2 separate regions of the Sus scrofa genome follow, and region 1 is linked to region 2. Evidence: chromatin contacts called from public Hi-C data. All regions are on one chromosome and are shown on one strand. Each heading gives the region's core, a stretch centred on a gene start, on an enhancer-like site or on the middle of the called end of the contact. The rest is flanking DNA. Distances are from core to core; before and after follow the strand shown. Region 1 holds the start of LMO2 (rhombotin-2). Region 2 holds the start of CAPRIN1 (caprin-1).

Region 1 (6,306 bases), core at 787-3,286, 160 kb after region 2:
TCCAGAAAGCCTTCCATACCTATTCCAAATCCAGTTTCTCCTTAGCCAAATCTGATTGCATTTTTTTTTTTTTTTGGTCTTTTTGTTTTTTTGCCACTTCTTGGGCCGCTCCTGCGGCATATGGAGGTTCCCAGGCTAGGGGTCCAATCGGAGCTGTAGCCACTGGCCTACGCCAGAACCACAGCAACGCAGGATCCGAGCCACGTCTGCAACCTACACCACAGCTCACGGCAACGCCGGATCGTTAACCCACTGAGCAAGGGCAGGGACCGAACCCGCAACCTCATGGTTCCTAGTCGGATTCGTTAACCACTGTGCCACGACGGGAACTCCTGATTGCATTTTTGATCATCACCTCGCTGTTGATCATGTGTCTGTTCTCCATCACAAATGCATTCACTTTGACTTCCCAAGTCAGAGATAAAGGTCCTTGAAGGAAGGGATGCCACTGTACCTGGCTCTCCTATGACTTACGATGTCACCTTGCACTTACTTTTCTTAGGATTGAGTTTCTCTCCCTGGAGTGGCAAAGATGTGGCATGAATGCCAACATTTGTTCACCCCCACGGCCTTGGGAGACACTAGAACTCAAAAATAATTCTCTTCTCTGAACCTGGGTCCAGACTCAGGATCCTTCCCAACACAATGTTTTGGACAACGTCTACCAAGATATTCAATAAATATGTACTGAATACTTCCGAGGTTCTACCCACATCTAGGATTCTGGAGATAAAACTTTGGGCATCTTCTCCCTGCAATTATGGAATTTGTCACTTAGTGGGGAAGAAAGACTATACGCAAATTCATAAATGAGAAAGCATCAGAGAGTGATCAGTAGAGTGATGAAAATAAAATAGTGCTGTTAGTGCCTGGCGGGGGGGGGGCGACTTTAGATTGGATGTCCAGGAACTTTCTGAGGCCCCCAGGTATGTTGATCTCATGACGTCGGTGCAGGCCTGAGACTGTGTGCTGCCAACAGTGAATGTGGGAAGGCAAGGAAACACCGACGTGGTGAGAAAAGGTGAGGATACAGAGTCAGAAGACCTGGGTGCAGATCCCATTTCCCATGCTTATGGAGTTGGGTGACCCTAAGCAAGTTATTGAACTCCTGTGACCTTCATTTTCCTTATCTGTGAAATTGGAAGAATACTATTACTCACCTCAGAAGGTTATATTAAGATTAAATAAGATAAAACATATAAAATTCCTGGCACATAGTATGTGCTCAATAAAAGGCAGCTACTGTGTACCACCACAGGTCCATCTGCTCCTAACTGCAATCTTCTGTTGGAATTACTCCAAAGACAAAGCCCAAAAGTACCACTTAGTAGGTAATGAATATAGCCTCTGAGTTGATTTTTGCCCAACAAAACTCTTCTTCTTGAAAAGTAAATTCTCGAGAGAGCTTCTTGTGAACATGAATGCCAGAGTCCAATGAAGATGGCCCCATGGCTCTCTCGTTTAGGCAGCATTCAGATTTGGAAGGACGTTGGCCTAATAACGCTCCCCTATCAAATGGGAGCCTGGCTACGTGCCCCGTCTAAGTCGGTGGGCTGGGAGGGGGGAATTTCTGAGACCCAAAGGGCTGTGAGATGTGCAGAGGGTGAGGCACAAACAGGACACTCCCCTTCTCAGAGCCCCCGGCCCATCCAACTGAAAGGCCCGGCAGCAGCGATAAGCACCGCTCCTGTCTACCGGCCTCCACTCATTTGGGGAACAGGGCCACTTCTTCACAATATAAGCTGAGCTGGTACATAACGAAGAGAAAAAAAAAAAAAAAAGTTGGGCAGGAAGCAGACTTTTCAACCAGTGAAGAAACCGTTAGAATCCATCCCTTTGCCCTGATGCCAAAGCCCAGCCTGCCCCACCCAGCCACACTATCAAGGACACTCAGGCTATCAGAGAGCCTGGGGGTATTTGTCCCTAGTTTATCAGGGACCTGTGGAAACATTCCTCTAACTGACGATAAAGAACTCTTTTTTTCACCGCCCCCCCATTCTACTTCTAGCTGCCTGCCGGAGAGTTCCTCTCATTTTCTTTCAGCAACAGCGGTTCTGGAAAGATATTTTTCAACCTGGACTTGAAGTACCTGGTGGAGAGGCAGGTAAGATGAGTTTTATTCCTTCCTTCAATAAATAATTATTGGGTCCTTACTACGTGCTGGGCTAGGCGCTTGGATTCAATTCCAAGCAGACGGAGCTTGGAGTCCTGGGGGGAGCCAAGCAGCAATTAATAACCACACCAGGTAGACTTACAAATTGTGATCCAAACAGAGAGTGAGCAGAAAAACAACAAGGACCTCCTGTACAGCACAGGGAACTCTATTCCGTATCTTGTAATAACCTATAATGGAAAAGGATCTGAACAAAACCAAACCAAACACTGAATCACTTTGCTGTATACCAGAAGCTAACGCAACACTGTAAATCAACTATACTTAGAGAAATAAAAAAGCAAAAGAAAAAGGAAAAAACAATTTAAAAAATCTAGGAGTGAGGTCATCTAATGGTAGGTCCTAATTTAGTCACAAGAGACGGGGGGAGGGGGGGCTGGAAGGGCAGCGGTGTGGGGGGGAGCTGCTTCCCTGAAGAAGTCACATTTGAGCCAGGAGTGTGTATAATCTTCCAGATTTCGCTCTTGCCCTCCAAGTGGATGTTTTCAAGGTTAAAAAGATGCCTCAGGGTCTGATGCCTGTCTTGTTTCCGATACCAAGTCACGATTACTCGACCCTGCTAAAGGTTAGCATGGAAATGACTTCTTGGAGTGATAGAGAGGCCAGCATAAACCTGCCAGGATCCCCTTCAAGATTCAGTTCGCTTTGCAAAAGTTGCCAGATAAAAGATATTTCCAGATGGAGAGCCACGCAAGAAATACAAATGGAATAGTTTTTAATAGCGCTTCTTTTGCAAGATATGACCCAAGGCGGCCTCCTGCAATGTGATGGGAAGTACTGTAGCTGAAAGCATGAGAGGAGCTGAGCTGGTCCATGAGCATCCTGGGGGCCTTTGGCAAGGGGCTGTGGCCTGAGGGGGGTGTGAGAGATGCTCTACGTACCTGAAAAGCACCCCCACCGCCACTCCTGCCATCACCACCCAAAAGGGAGCCTGTGCCGGCTGCACTCTAAGCCTTGGCTTCTCAGAGGCAGGGCAGAGGTATCCATCTCTATGAGCACTGGGTCCCTTTTAGGAGGTTTTTGTGCATCATCACCAACTGCACCCTTTCCCCATCCTTGGGGCCTGATGGGCTCCTGCAAAGCAGGTCCTCTGTAAGTCAAGGACCGGCACTGCTGTCAGAGGTCCAAGTGGGCAGGGGTTGCCCTGGGGGACCTGAGGAATGTCTCAGAGCTCAGGGGACTGGCTTCACCATAACACTAGGGGTGTTAAATGGGTCGATAGGTGATACCTGAGAAGCCTGTGAGCTGTCTGAGATGACAGGTAAAATTCTGCATGTTGGACAGCTGTGAGCCTAGGGTAACATCTTTAACTTTTACTAGGTTTGTGTGCATGTGTGTGTGCTCATGTGGTAAAATATACAGAGCATGAAATTTACCATTTGAACCACTCCCGAGTATATACTTCAGTGGCATTAAGCACATTTACATGGCTGTGCAAATATCACCGCCATCCATCCCCAGAACTCTTTTCTTTTTTTTTTTTTTTTTTTTTTTTGCCTTTTTAGGGCTGCACCCACAGCATCTGGAAGTTCCCAGGCTAGGGGTCGAATCGGAGATGCAGCTGCCAGCCTACACCACAGCCACAGCAACGCCGGATCCTTAATCCACGGAGGGAGGCTGGGGATGGAACCCGCATCCTCATGGATGCTAGTCAGGTTCGTTTCCACTAAGGCCCCAACTATAACACCCAGAACTTTTTTTTATTCTTTCTGAACCGAAACATTGCACCCATTGAGCAATAACTCTCCACTCCCCCAGCCCCCGGCAGCCCCCATCCTACTTTCCATCTCTATGAATTTGACTATTCTCGAAACTTCACATGAGTGGAATCATATGGTCTGCCCTTTTGTCACTGGTTGTTTCACTTAGCATAATGTGCTCAAGTCTCACCATGCTATAGCGTCAGAATTTCTTTTTAAGGCAGAATAATATTCCATTGTGTGCATGTGTGTTCATTGGCATATACCCAGAAGTGGAACCGATGACTCATATAGTAACGCTATTTATAATTTATTTATAATTTATTGCGGAACCTGTATGCTGGGTTCCATAACACAGGCACCATTTTATATTCCCACCAGCAGAGCACAAAAGTTGCAATTTCTACACATCTTTGTCAGCACTTGTTATTTTCTGTTTTGGGGATAGTGGCCATCCTAATGGGTTATAAAGTGGTATCTTATTGTGGTTTTGTTTTGCATTTTTCTAATGATTAGTGATGTTGAACATCTTTTCACGTGCTTCTTGGCCACCCGTATATCTTCTCTAGAGAACTGTCTCTTCAAGTCTTTTGCCCATTTTTTAATTGAGTTGTTTGTTTTTTTTTGCTGTTAAATTGTGGGAATTCTTTATGTATGCTGGATATTAACCTCTTATCACATATGTGATTTGCAAGTATTTCCTCCCATTCCATAGGCTGTCTTCAATCTCTTGATCCTGTCCTTTGATGCACAAACGTTTTTAACTTTGACTACACTCCAATTTATCTGTTTTTAATTTGGTAGCCTGTGCTTTTAGTGTCATAGCCAAGAAACCATTGGCGACTCCAATGTCCTATAGTTTTTCTGCTATTTTTTCTTCTAAGAGTTTTATCGTTTTGGGTTATCAGGTTTTTAAGAGGTTTCTGGTTGACAGTTCATGGGTCATCCTCAATACTGATTCTGGGGAGACCCACAGGTCTTAATGAAGGTCAGTGTGAAGCTAGGAATTGGGAAATTGACAGCATGGATGTGATGTTTGAAGCCCTTAATTCAAAAGGAGAATTACTGAGGATCTCCAAATTTATATTAGTACCTTGGGAGCTAGTAAAAATGAAAACCATGGCCTCTCTCCTCTAAGAACGTAACGTAAGTCACTTAAGAGGTGGGACGATTGTGTGGCACACATAAAATCATTGCACTGCAAGGCAGGGTCTCAGGAGCACCCAACCAGGCCCTAAAGCCAAGAGCTGGAAGGAGTTGAGGTCAGGGGACAGAGAAACCTTCAGAGCAAAGATGTGGCTTGAGCAGGGTCCAGGGTGAGACACAATTTGGAGAGGCAGAGCAGACTGGGGAGGATCTGGCAGCAACCACAGTAATGACTGCCATTTACTGAGCACTTACTGTGTGCCAGGGGCTCTGTGCCATGTACATTATCTCAGCTATGCCTCCTAGCCTTGTATTTATCATTGCTTCTATTTTATCATTGCAAGCACTGAAGCACAGAGATTTGCCTAAGATTAATTACCCAGATAGTCAGTTGTAAAGTGGAGACTAGAAACCAGGTTTACTTATCTCTATTCTTAACCACTCTAGTACTCTAGCACCAAAGTTTTGAAGCACAGACAAAGCAAACTTTCCAGGGAGGAAGAACAGAATAAGACAGGGCAGAGAAGTAGGCATGAACAGGGTGCTGGAGGTCAAGGAGGAGCAGCTTGGCTGGTGGGAAGGTCAGGCTCTAATCATCAGGATATGAAGTTGATTCAAAGGTGTGGACAGGATCACAGGGCGCCTTTAATGGAATCATGCGGAGTTTAGTCTTGATCTGCTAGAAGAACAGAATCACACACGGAGCTGCAGTTCTAACCTCCAGGCCACCTCTTTCCTCTATCAAGTAAGAAAATCGAGGCCCCAAGTGGTTAAGCTACTTGCCAATGGTCAGAGGCAGTAGGGAGCCATTGCAAGTCCTTGAACAGAATGGTGACAGTGAAGCTGGGCTTGTTTGGCAGCCAGATACATGAGGAACAGCTGAAGGGAAGCAGGGAAAACTGGCTGGAAGAAGCAAGCAGCTCTTTCCCTGGTTTGGACTGAAACAATAGATATCCCTTAGCAATAGATATTGCTAGAAGCATCACACACAAGTTTCCTTTCCACTGAAGTTTGTCTTTTTCTTTTTTTTTCTATCTTTTTTTTAGGGCCGCACCCACAGCATATGGAGGTTCCCAGGCTAGGGGTCGAATCAGAGTTGTAGCCACTAGCCTACGCCAGACCCACAGCAACACAGGATCCAAGACGCCTCTGCAACCTACGCCACAGCTCACAACAATGCTGGATCCTTAACCCACTGAGCGAGGCCAGGGATCGAACCAGCCACCCCATGGTTCCTAGTCAGATTCGTTAACCACTGAGCCATGACAGGAACTCCTTTCCCACTGA
Region 2 (5,847 bases), core at 1,479-3,978:
ATACTTTTGTTGCTTGTTAATATTGATAAATCTATTATTTCATTTATAATAAACCATACTTGTTTAATCAAAATAAAGGATAAGCCAAAGGTAGAAATCCACGATTAGTGCATCTCTTAGCCTCAAATAAAATTCAAGTGAAATCCCAAATATAGGACCTGAGACAGAATTAACAACTCTAAAAACGTTTTAAAACTCCCCCCAAAATGTAAAATAAATTAATAATAAGCAATTAAAGTAATGAAGGCCTAAATATCATCAGTTTTCTTCACACAGCCCAAATTTTAGCCAAGTAGTTACTATTTCAACATCTTAAGTAACACTACTGGATGAATGAAAAACATTTTTAAACGACTTATTCAACACTCAAGATGTTAGAATAAATGTTTTACTAGAGGCAGATAAACAGAAGCTATTAAAGGAGTTATTTTTAAGGTAAAAGGCAAAAGTTTGCGTAATAATCATAGATGTTAGTTACCTCATTTTTTTTTTTAAACTACTGATTTGTTTTCCCTTCCCACCTCCAATGTTGAATTATTCACTTCTGCCAAGACCCTTTCTCTACACATACACAAACACACACACACAGGGGCGCGCACACACGTGTCCCTCTAAACAGAGCTGGCACAGTCATGCGCCGAAAGCATAAAACAAAAGGCCAACTTGAAGATAAACTTCACTGTGTGACCCAGAACGGCTAAATATCGAATCCAAAAATTTGTGGGTGTGACTCGATTTTTTTTTTTTTTTTTGGAGAGGAGGTGTGGGAGGCCAGTCGGGGCGGCTGCCGGGTCTCTGCCCTCCCCCTCTGCTTTCGCTTTGTGCTCACAATGCAGCTCCTGTAAAGCGCTTCCCTCTCCCCGTAGCCGCCGCCATGTTAGACGCGCTCTCCATGTGCCCAGAGACCTAGCGATCCCCTCCGTCCAACCCAGACCCCCCCCTCCCCCGCGACTAACGAATCTCGATCGGTGCAGCCTCCCTCCCATCCTTCTTTATAGAGTCCCCGAGGGACAAAAAGCCGCCGCAGACAATCTTCTCGGGATCGAGTTGAGCGTGAGGTTCGGGGGGGGGGACCTAGACAATTGAAACAAAGAAGGAAACGTAGGGGCGCCCGTGAGATGGGGGCGAGGGAACAAGTCGAAGGCTCCTAGAGGGGAGCCTGAGGAAGAAGCGAGTCTAGTTTAAGATCTAAAAACACTTCCCTTGCGAGGGAGGAGAGGGGCCACTGCGCAAGCCTCAAGTACACGGTAACGGGGCGGACGAGCCCCTAGGCTATAGGACGTAGGACAACCCAACTCCACGAGGCAGTCGGTTGGGCCTGAGCCCTCCCCACAGAGAGTCCTCATTTCCCCCGCTGACCCCCGCGGATCCAGCCTCGGCCACGAAGACAAGGACACCACACACACACACACACACACACACACACACACACACACACACACACACGGCGATCGGACAGGCCCCCACCCCTACACATCGCACTCCCAAAGGCCAACAGCCTGGCCCCCGGCAAGAGCAGAGTAATAAGGAGCCCGGGGGCCAGCGCCACGTCCGGGTCAGGTGACAAGCACCTCCCCGCGGAGCCCGTTTTCTGGGCACGAAGCTCCACTTCCAGCGGGGAGACGGGGCGTGGGGGGTGGGGACCGGGAGGAAGGGAAGCGCCCGAGACGCGGAGCGTGAAGGCTACAGCAGTCAGGGTCAGCATCCAACCCTCCCTTCCCCGCCAACTCCGGGCACCTTTTTCTTCTCCAGGTTCCGAAGTTTCTTGTCGATCACCCCGAGAATCTGCTTCATGGCCTCGGTCTGGACAGCGCCGGTGCCGGTCGCGGGGTGCTGAGAAGCCGGCGCGGCGGCCCCGGCTCCCGCCGCCGCCTCACTCCCGGAGGAACCCGACGGGGGTGGCGGTCCGGACGACTTGCTGCCGCTTCCGCTGTGGCTGGTGGCCGAGGGCATCTTGAGACCGTGAGGGGAGAGAAGAAAAAGCGGGAGGAAGGACAAGAGCGGCGAGTCAGGCGGCGGACGGGGCGAGACGCGGGACAAAACGCGCAGCGGGCGGGAGCCTGCGAGAGCGGTGGGGGTGGGGACGGGGCCGGCGCGCGCGCGCCGCCGGGGCAGGAAGGGGCCGCGGGCGCGCGCGCGACCCGCCAGCGGGGCGCCCGGCCGGGCCTCGCGCCGCCCCCCGCCCCTCCCCCGCGCCGGCCGCCGGCTCGGCCTACCTGCCCCGGGGCACCGAGGCTCGCGCCGGGGGCGGGGCCTCGCAGCGCCGGCCGCCAACGGCCAGTGCAACGGTCCCCGCAGGGAAGGGACAGCCCTCGCCGCCCTGCGAGGACGGGAGGGAAGAGAGCGATCGGGGCTGAGAGGCGGAGAAGGGTGGAGAAGGGCACTGGAAATGACCAGGGCGGGTGGGGTGACTTGAGGAGCAAGCCCCTCGCGAAAGTCCAGCTAGTCCGGAGGTAAAGGACACTCGGGGCAGCGGCCCTCTTCCCCTTCAGCGCCTCAGTCCGGGGTGGCGCTCACCGTGCGCGCGCGGAGGCCGCTGGAGATCCCGAGGGGGCGGCTGAAGGGGCAAGGGTGGCGGTGCGTTCTGGGCAGTGTCGTGCGCTCCGTGGGCGCAGGCCGCTTCGCCCTTTCCCCGCTGCACCGAGAGCCGCTGCTAGTGAGGCGGAGAGCTGGGAGCGGGAGGGACTTAGGCAGCCAACCCTCTGGGGCGGAGGGGGCGGGAGAAGCGGCGGGCGGGGGCCTTCGCTGCCGCTCGGGCTGCCCGGCGCGAACGCCTGCGGGGAAGGGCCTGCCCAGCCTCCCGCCACCCCTGCCCAAGACCCTAGCCTGGGGGCTGGCCACTCAGCCCAGGTCGGAACAGCCTCTGAGAGGCTGCCGGAGCAGTGCCTTGAGTTTTGAGCGAAATCAAAGCTAGGGTCCTTCAGGCGAAGTCGCTTGACGTCCAAACAGGGACAATAGGTGTCAAGCAGCTGGATCTGGAGCTGGCGACTGCCGGGCGAGGAGCCCTTATTTGGTGGGGGTTGGGGGGGGGAGCAAAGGTTTCTGCAAGTAAGGGGTGTGTGGGGTGGGTGGTGCAATCCCAGCTTCTAGAATTCCTTCTGTACGGCGAGCAAGCAAACTCCCACACCCCCAAAATGTCTAAGGACAAGTTGCGGCTTCCCCTACAAAACAATCTCTCAGTAACCCAGGAGTTCTGTGTAAACGCGTTAGAAAGGAGCAAGATGGATGTTTGGGTTTGGGTGGTTTTGTTTGTTTTTGTCTTAAAACTCTGGACTCGTCATGTTTAAAATTATCTTCAGCTACCTTAAGATGACAGGTACCTAAGAGGCCTGAGTATTACGAATCAGATTTTTTTTTCCTTTTAAATTTACCTAAAACTTAAGATGTTAAATGAAACACAGTTTTTTTTTTTTTATCTGCTCCAAGAGAATTATTCCAGCATTGTAATAAGGCTATGGAGAATGAACAAAAAGCAGCTGAGGGCTAGAAGAAAGTGTATTAAAAAAATATAATCAGTGGAAAATTCAGCCACATGATGTATGACAACAGTAAATGACCAATTTATAATTTAAATTCCATAATAGAAGGGATTTAGAAAAGGAGCCTACCAAACCCGCCGCTCCCTAGAGAATGAAATGAGTAATACTGGCTGGCAACAGTGTATCCTGAGGGAGCCCAGAGAAACACAGCAGCAGCCTCCAGACTCAAGATATTCCAGTTAGCTGCAGTCTGTTATCTCGTCTTCAAATACAGAGCACCTTACTATGTGCTAGGAACTCTTGAGTGCTAGGGATTGTGAACAAAACAGTTTCTTCATGGAGCTTACATTCTAAGTGGGGAGAAGATAAATGCATATCAGATAGTGAAGTGGTAGAGAAGAAACAAGGTGGGCTGGAGAAGCCTTAGAATGACCCTTGAGCCAAGACCGAAGAAGTTGAAGAAGAGGGCCATTCACTTGGAAGAATTTTCCAGGTAGCAGGAAAACCAAGTGCCAGGAACTCAGATTGGGAATGTGCTTGGTGGGTTCAAGGAAGAGCAAGAAAGCCACAGTGACTAGAGTAGAGTAGGAGATGAGGTCGAAGACAAAGAGGGCCAGTCAGGTAAAGCCTGATAGGCCATTATTAGGACTTGGGCTTTTGCTGAATGAAATAGGGAGTCAGGCATGCATAATCTTAGAGAAGAACATGATCAATCTGTGTTTTTTTTTTAATCCTCTTGCTATTATATAATGAATTTACAGTAAGCGTGTATTTGAAATGGGAGGGAGGGTGGAGCAGAAGCTGGGAGCCCAATTAGGAGTCTGTTGAAATAATACAGCCCAGAGATGGTAGTGGCCAGGCTGTTACAGTGAAGGTGGTGACAAGGTGACAAGTGGTTGGATGCTTATACATTGCAATAGTAGAACCAAAAGGATTTGCCAACCAGCTAGGTGTGAGAGAAGTCAAAGTTGACTTAAGGTTATTCAAGACTTAAGCACCTGAACTGTTCTTAGCACTAAGCTAAAGCTATGCTAAGCCTAAGGCTAGAAGGAAATTTAAAATCCTTCAGCTCCTTGAGGCAGTTAGTGTTTCAGCCTGACCACTGTCACTATCAAATCTCAGACCCCATCCCAGAGCTACTGAGGTAATCTGTATTTTGACAAGGTCCTCAGCCAATGTGTATGCCCAGTGAAGTTCAAAGAAGAAAAATGTTTTATTCCATAGAATTTGACCAGTGTCTTTAAGATCAGACATGAAATATTCTGCTAGGCAAATTTTCCCCAGACCTAGAGAATCAGAAACTCTGGAGGTAAATAAAGCCCAGCAATCTGTGCTTTAATAAGCCCTCTGCATGATTCTGATGCCCGTTTAAAGTATGAAAGCCAATGACTTGGAGACCTCTGACAATTCAGGTTTGAGTTGAAGAGCGGTCATGACTAGGAGTAAGAAGGAAAAGGCTCTTCTGCCTTTCCTTGGTATGTTACCAGCTAGCAACCCCTACATTAGGCTTCAAGAAAAAGGAAAGATTGTTGAGAGGGAGCAGGATAGATGACAACACATATGACAAAGTCTTGGTTTTTTGTTTTTTGTTTTTTGGCCTTTTGTCTTTTGGGGCCACATCTGCGGCATATGGAAGCTCCCAGGCTAGGGGTCAAATCCGGAGCTATAGCTGCCAGCCTACGCCAGATCTGAGCCACGTCTTCTACTTAACACCAGAGCTCATGGCAATGCTGGATCCTTAACCCACTGAGCGAGGCCAGATATCAAACCTGTGTCCTCATGGATCTTAGTCAGATTCATTGACCCCTGAGCCATGATGGGAACTCTGACAAAGTCTTGTTTAGTGGTTCATCTCACAGCCCACAGTGTATCAGGATAGGCTAGGTTATGCTGCAGTAACAATCCTGAAAGCTCTGTGACTTAAAGTGGGAATCTGCAAAATAAGTCCCTGGGCCAAATGGCCCTCTGTTTTTGTAAAAGATTTAGGGGAACAAAGCCACATCCATTCATGTACATATTTTAATGGCTGCTTCCATGCCACAGGGCAGCAGAGTTGAATAGTAGTGATAAAGACATTATGATGTACAAAACCTAAAATATTATCTCACCCTTTACTAAAGAAATTTGCCAATTCCTGGCTTATAACAAGTGATACACACCCATCATGGTTTGGCAGAGAGTTTAGCTCACAGCAACCAGTGATTCAGGCTGATGGAGAAACCACATCTCAAGTGTTGCTGATTACTACGCCATAAGAAAAAAGGAACTCAGGGGTTTCTCAGGTAGTTGAATACTCTAGACAGGTATACTTGTGTGTCTTGTGTGCTCACACCTCATTAGCCAGGTCACAGAAAGGGTCACATGACCT

What was found. Hi-C and Micro-C count contacts between places; a contact is called where the count stands out from the background.
Region 1: a Hi-C map of blood shows a contact between it and region 2, with 2.3 times the contacts expected there. The contact joins the promoter of LMO2 here to the promoter of CAPRIN1 in region 2. A contact is called at or near these places in 1 of 47 Hi-C or Micro-C datasets (blood) and 1 of 2 datasets of contacts at active chromatin or transcription factors (alveolar macrophages).

What each region holds. Positions count from the first base shown.
Region 1 is chr2:27,031,888-27,038,193 of Sscrofa11.1, forward strand. It overlaps LMO2 (rhombotin-2), which reads left to right and starts at 2,037. Exons shown (of 5, transcript XM_005661026.2): 1 at 2,037-2,104.
Region 2 is chr2:26,872,697-26,878,543 of Sscrofa11.1, forward strand. It overlaps CAPRIN1 (caprin-1), which reads right to left and starts at 2,729. Exons shown (of 19, transcript XM_005661021.3): 1 at 2,518-2,729; 2 at 1,738-1,953. The coding sequence starts at 1,953.